Regions from separate parts of the Triticum aestivum genome. Here region 2 is linked to region 1. The links are chromatin contacts, called in public Hi-C maps. All regions are on one chromosome and are shown on one strand. The core of a region is the stretch at or near the end of the contact, and the rest is flanking DNA. Distances in the headings are between cores, read along the strand shown. Region 1 holds the start of LOC123111882 (AUGMIN subunit 5). Region 2 holds the start of LOC123111885 (protein ELF4-LIKE 3).

Region 1 (2,700 bases), core at 7-2,506:
ATGCCAGTTGGGTTAGAACCGCATATAACTTGGTAAGAAATCACAAACCTTCAACATTTTAAGTAGCATTTTTATCACCAGAACATCACCTAAGTGCTTCCATGGATCATACCAAAGCAAATAGGGTGCCCGCGGCGGCAGAACGTGGCTAGCACGCACATGAGGTTGACACTAAAGAGATATACACAAACTCTCGCCACAGCCTAGAGCGTGATCAGCTGTTGATATTACAACCCTTGCTCCTCTCAGTTGTTCCAATATAAGAAGAAGCAATATATTCTCCTCCACAAAGATCCCAATATATTACTTCACCCAGACCAAATCACGACAATGCATAATAGCACAACGTTCTATGCTTCTTAAAAGTTAAATCCCCTTTATAGGTTCCAAATTCATAGAGGAATTTCTAGAGTCCATCTCACTGAGATCTGCCAAGGCCGTGTGGCGCAAGATAAGCTATACATGCTTGACCATACGTGCACAGGAGTAGGGAATATGTCGAGGGCACGGCGGCGTACTTGTCTTGTTGGCGCGACCGTGGGTGGAGACGACGGCCATCACGTGGCTCCCCGGGAAGATGATCATCCGCCACAATGCCATCACCGCGCACAGGCGCCAACATCCTCACAGCGGCACCCAGCCTCGACGACCCCCTCTTGCTCTTCCTTCCGCCATCATGGTGGTGGTGTCCGTGGAGGGCATCGGGTGGCGAGGTAGCAACAGGGAAGCGACGGCGGGTGAGAACCCTAGCTGGGCATCGGCGTCTGAGGCTAGCACGCACATGAGGTTGAAAATACCTGAGCTCCTCCTCGATGCAGGGCACGACCTTGCGCCGCTCCTCGCTGCTCGCAACGTGGCCACACCCTGCCTTGCCCCGGGGTTCCGCGGCGGCGGCCCCGGCCCACAAGTGGGGGAGCTCGAATCTCGGCGGAGGCGGTAGATGGCGGCGGAGGAGGAAGACATTGGCGGTGGAGGCGGGCAACCCTAAGAAAAGGATCGAGCGCACGGGGTGATTTTTAGTGGGATGCCGAAAAACCAGTGCGCTAGTGGTGATGGGAGGCGAGACGAAAAAAACCCGGACAAAAATGGTAGACGAAAAAAACCGTGAAGGCAATCCTACATCAAGTGAAACATTAGGAGTAGAGACTATTCCGTCTTAGTTTTTTTTTTTGACAACGACTATTCCGTCTTAGTTTGCTTGCGCTATGAACACGGTCCGTCTGAATAACATTTCGAAACACTGGACCACCCTCTCCTCTCCCCTGTTCGGAGTTCGGACGGCCGTCACGGGGAGCCTCGTCCATTTGCTGTCCGCGACGACCAAACACAGCCGTCCCGCGCCGGCGCCGTGACGCCGTCCCTCCCCACCACAAAGATCCAAACAAGAGCCCAGGAGAAAGTTTCAAAAAAACCACTCCCACTCCCTCCCTCCACTACCCACCGCCGACCCAACCCCTCGTCGTCAGATCGGGCGCCTAGGGTTTCCCCACCCGCCGGCCGGCGATGCCCGCCTCCTCCGTCTCCGGCAGCACCGGCCCCGGCGGCGTGTCGCCCGACGCCATCATCGAGTGGCTGCAGGACGAGATGGGCTACCCCTCCGCGCCGCCCGCGCCCGAGCAGCTGCGCAAGATCTGCCGCGGCAACATGCTCCCGGTCTGGTCCTTCCTCCTCCGCCGGGTCCGCTCCGAGCGCACGGTCGCCACGGCGCGCCGGAACATCCTCGTCCACGGCGTCGCGGCCAGGCGGGCGCGGGAGGGGGGCGTCGGGGCGGGAGGAGGCGACGCGGCTGCCAGGGAGGCCGAGGCCAGGGAGCGCGACCTCGCCGCCGAGGAGGCGGAGCGGCTGCGCGGGGTCGTGCGGAGGCAGCGCAAGGAGCTGCGCGCCCGCATCGCGGAGGTCGCGCGCGAGGAGGCCGAACGCAAGCGTGTGCTGGGCGAGCGCTCCAATGCCAGGTACCCATATACCGGTGGAATCAGGGGGCACGAACTATTTACGATTTGATTTGACGATCCTATTGGAGATATGGGGATTTAATTGACGCTACATTTTGGTTTTCACTTTTGCTGCTTGCTATTTACTGATAGGGATGCCTGAAAATCGTCTGACTTAGTACCAACTGACTGTCTATACTTTACTGTCGCTAGTAGAAATACATGAAAAATACTCCCGATAGAATTGCTTGAAAGTGTCACTCCCTATCGGATTTTGATGGGAACAAGGTTTGATATATCAGAGGGGATGTTCAGGTTGATGCCGCCCAGAAGATCTACACGTAGTAGACTTGGGGATTATATTCACGCTACATTGTGATTTTCGCTTTTGCACCTTGCTAAGTTTATTGGTAAACTTGCCTGAAAATATAGGACTTTTAAATTTACTACTGTCACTACTTTACTTGGAAGTGTCACTCTTGAATCTTGAGCTGAGTTTAATGGGATCAAGGATTGATTTATTTGAAGGAATGCCACACAGAAGACTAACATATAGTAGAGCCAGTAAAGCATCGATAGAGTTTATGGCCACTCTAAATGCTGTTCCATCAATAAAATGCCATTAGCTCTATTTTCCATCAGCTTCTAAAGCTTCCTCACGTGCTACAAAGACTAGCGACCAATCTGTTTGAGAGTTTGAATGCTAATAGGTATATCGTGTTGCAGTTTAGGGTGTGTTTGTATCCCTAGGTTCTCTTGCTTAGCTAGG
Region 2 (2,700 bases), core at 113-2,612, 380 kb before region 1:
CATCTTTCTACCATTATTCACACTATGTGATCTGGTCTCTCATTCTTCCTTCGTTCCATGGTTAGATCTGATCTTTCATCATCCCTTTCATCCCATTGCCAACTCCAATCTTCCATCCTTCCTTTGTTGTCCTGCGAACATATGTGGAAACGACACCGACATTCAATGGTATATTTATACATTGACTTTATTCTTATTATGTAACATTGGCTTGATAGCCTGACGCTGAGCCATCGCCTTTCTTTCTTCTCCATGTGGGAGCCACGACGACCAGATAGTCTGGGCAAATTACGAAGGATCCCGGTGATAAGCACTTGCCGTGAAAAATTGTTCACTTCTTTCCTATTTCTTGCTATAGCTTCACCACTGCCTCGAGGAACAATGCAACACATGAAAAGTACCCTCCTTCACGTTATCTTTTTTTTGCGGGGAACCCTCCCTCGCATTATCAACCTCATTTATCCTTTCTTGACCACAGGCAATGCATAGTTTAAGTACAAGAAAAAGATTATCGATGAGGATTATGGCTAACAAGCTATCACATCTCCCTTCTATTTTGCCGACCATCCTCCAAAGTATCGATCCTGCCTTGTTGCGTTGGTGAAACATCGTCAACGTGTTCCTTATCCTCCATGTATCAAGATCTAGTATCGCAATCAGTCACTAATGGCCAGATCTGGGCTCCATATCATCCCCGCATTTAGATTTGGTCCCATCGAGAACAGAGGATGCATTCATCCTCTCGATGGCTGGATCTAGGTGCCCGCCCTTCTCCCCATCACATTTGTGGTCATGTTCAAGCATCTTTCTACCATTGTTCATGCTATCTGATCCGGTCTCTCATTCTTCCTCCGTTCCATGGTCAGATCTGATCTCTCATCACCCCTTTCATCCCATTGCTAGCTCCGATCTTCCATCCTTCTTTTGTTGTCTTGCGAACATATGTGGAAACGACACCGACAATCAATGGTATATTTATACATTGACTTTATTCTTATTATGTAACGCTGGCTTGATAGCCTGCCGCTGAGTCATCCCCTTTCTTTCTTCTCCATGTGGGAGCCACGTCGGCCAGATAGCCTGGGCAAATTACGAAGGATCCTGACGATAAGCACTTGCCATGGAAAATTGTTCATTGCTTTCCTATTTCTTGCTATAGCTCCACCACTGCCTCGAGGAACAATGCAACACATGGCAGGTACCCCCTCACATTATCAACCTCATTTATCCTTTGTGGAGAACACTCTATGGCAAACAAGCCATGGAGATCCAAACGAGTGTTAGGAGGAGAGGCCCCACAAAAAAAATCGAGAAACAATTGCCAAGATAAGCCAGGGCTCCACGGGGGAAAGCGAAGGAAAGCAATATCGGCACTTTCCCCCCTAAATTACAGCGCTCTTCATCCCACGTCGAAGGATCTCATCAGGTCGTAGCACACATCTCTCTCCCTGCCCCGACCCCGATATATTCCCCCCAAATCCCTTCCTCCGTCCGCCTTGTCTCGCTCTCTCGTTCTCTGCGTGACGACCCCCCTCCCCTCCTCGATATTCATCTTCCTCCCGCACGCAGAATTAGATCAGGGCGAGCGGGGCAGGGAGGATGGAGAACAGCAGCGGCCGGGAGGTGCTTCCGAACGGAGGAGGAGCCGGGGGGATGGGCAACGGCGCGGCGAACGGGAGGGCGGTGCAGGCGCTGCAGCGGAGCTTCGCCGAGGTGCAGGCGATCCTGGAGAAGAACCGGATTCTGATCCAGGAGATCACCCAGAACCAGGAGTCGCTCGAGGCCGGTGGCCTCAGCCGCAACGTCGCCCTCATCCGCGAGCTCAACAGCAACATAGCCCGCGTCGTCGACCTCTACAACGCCCTCTCCTGCTCCTTCTCCAGCTCCCTCACCAACGGCTCCGCCCCCGCTGCCTCCGACGCCTCCAAGGGGGCCTACAAGAGGCCGCGCCCTGCCCAGTAGAAGAGACAGACCGTCAGCGCCATCTTCTCCTCTGTTCAGATTTAGATTTCTGCTGTGGCCATCCATGGCCAGGGCTCAGCGGCAGGCAGATTTGAGACTTCCTTTTTTCTTTTTCTTCGTTTTCTTCTTTGTTTTAGCGTTGAGCTGAGAGATATGGACATGGTCAGCTTGTTGTCAGAGATGAAACAAAGATGCAGGCAGCAGTGTGTGGCTGTATCAGTATGTATCTGTGTTTGTGTTGTGTGTTGTATGGCCTACTGGCGCTGGTGTCTTTCTTTCAGGCCAGATCGGATGGAATGATTGCTTTGTCCTGTGAAGTCGGTTGGTGAGAGGAGAGAGAAGCGATCCTGCTACTGCTACTGCTCATCATCAGGGATCAAGTACAAGAATCTGATCCATGATGGATCTCCTTCACACATCTTCTTTTTCATCGTGTGCTTTTATTTGGATCTTCACAACTGACTAATATTAACTCCATAGGATGGATTTTCCCCCCAGGAAGCAAGCACTTCAATCCCTGCAGAACTTATTTGTTCCGACCGTCCATTCTCAAACATGGAAATTCTCCGTGTTCTAGTTCGATTTCTTCAAAGAAAATTTCCGTGCTTCGAGCAGCTCAATATCCATGGAACACATGGAAATAACCCACATCACAAAGAATTCAACTCGCATACACTTTCGCAAATCTTGCGGGTGCCAAACAGTTCAATATCCATAGAAACATGGAAAATCCCTCCA

Evidence for each region. Hi-C and Micro-C count contacts between places; a contact is called where the count stands out from the background.
Region 2: a Hi-C map of leaf shows a contact between it and region 1, with 5 times the contacts expected there. The contact joins the promoter of LOC123111885 here to the promoter of LOC123111882 in region 1. A contact is called at or near these places in 2 of 5 Hi-C or Micro-C datasets (leaf and an unstated tissue).

Annotation. Positions count from the first base shown.
Region 1 is chr5B:365,217,657-365,220,356 of IWGSC CS RefSeq v2.1, reverse strand. LOC123111882 (AUGMIN subunit 5) reads left to right here and starts at 1,256. Exons shown (of 10, transcript XM_044532758.1): 1 at 1,256-1,952. The coding sequence starts at 1,504. It overlaps LOC123111883 (a long non-coding RNA gene), which reads right to left and starts at 1,112. Exons shown (of 5, transcript XR_006454858.1): 1 at 519-1,112.
Region 2 is chr5B:365,598,162-365,600,861 of IWGSC CS RefSeq v2.1, reverse strand. LOC123111885 (protein ELF4-LIKE 3) reads left to right here and starts at 1,362. Exons shown (of 1, transcript XM_044532759.1): 1 at 1,362-2,279. The coding sequence starts at 1,600. The coding sequence ends at 1,962.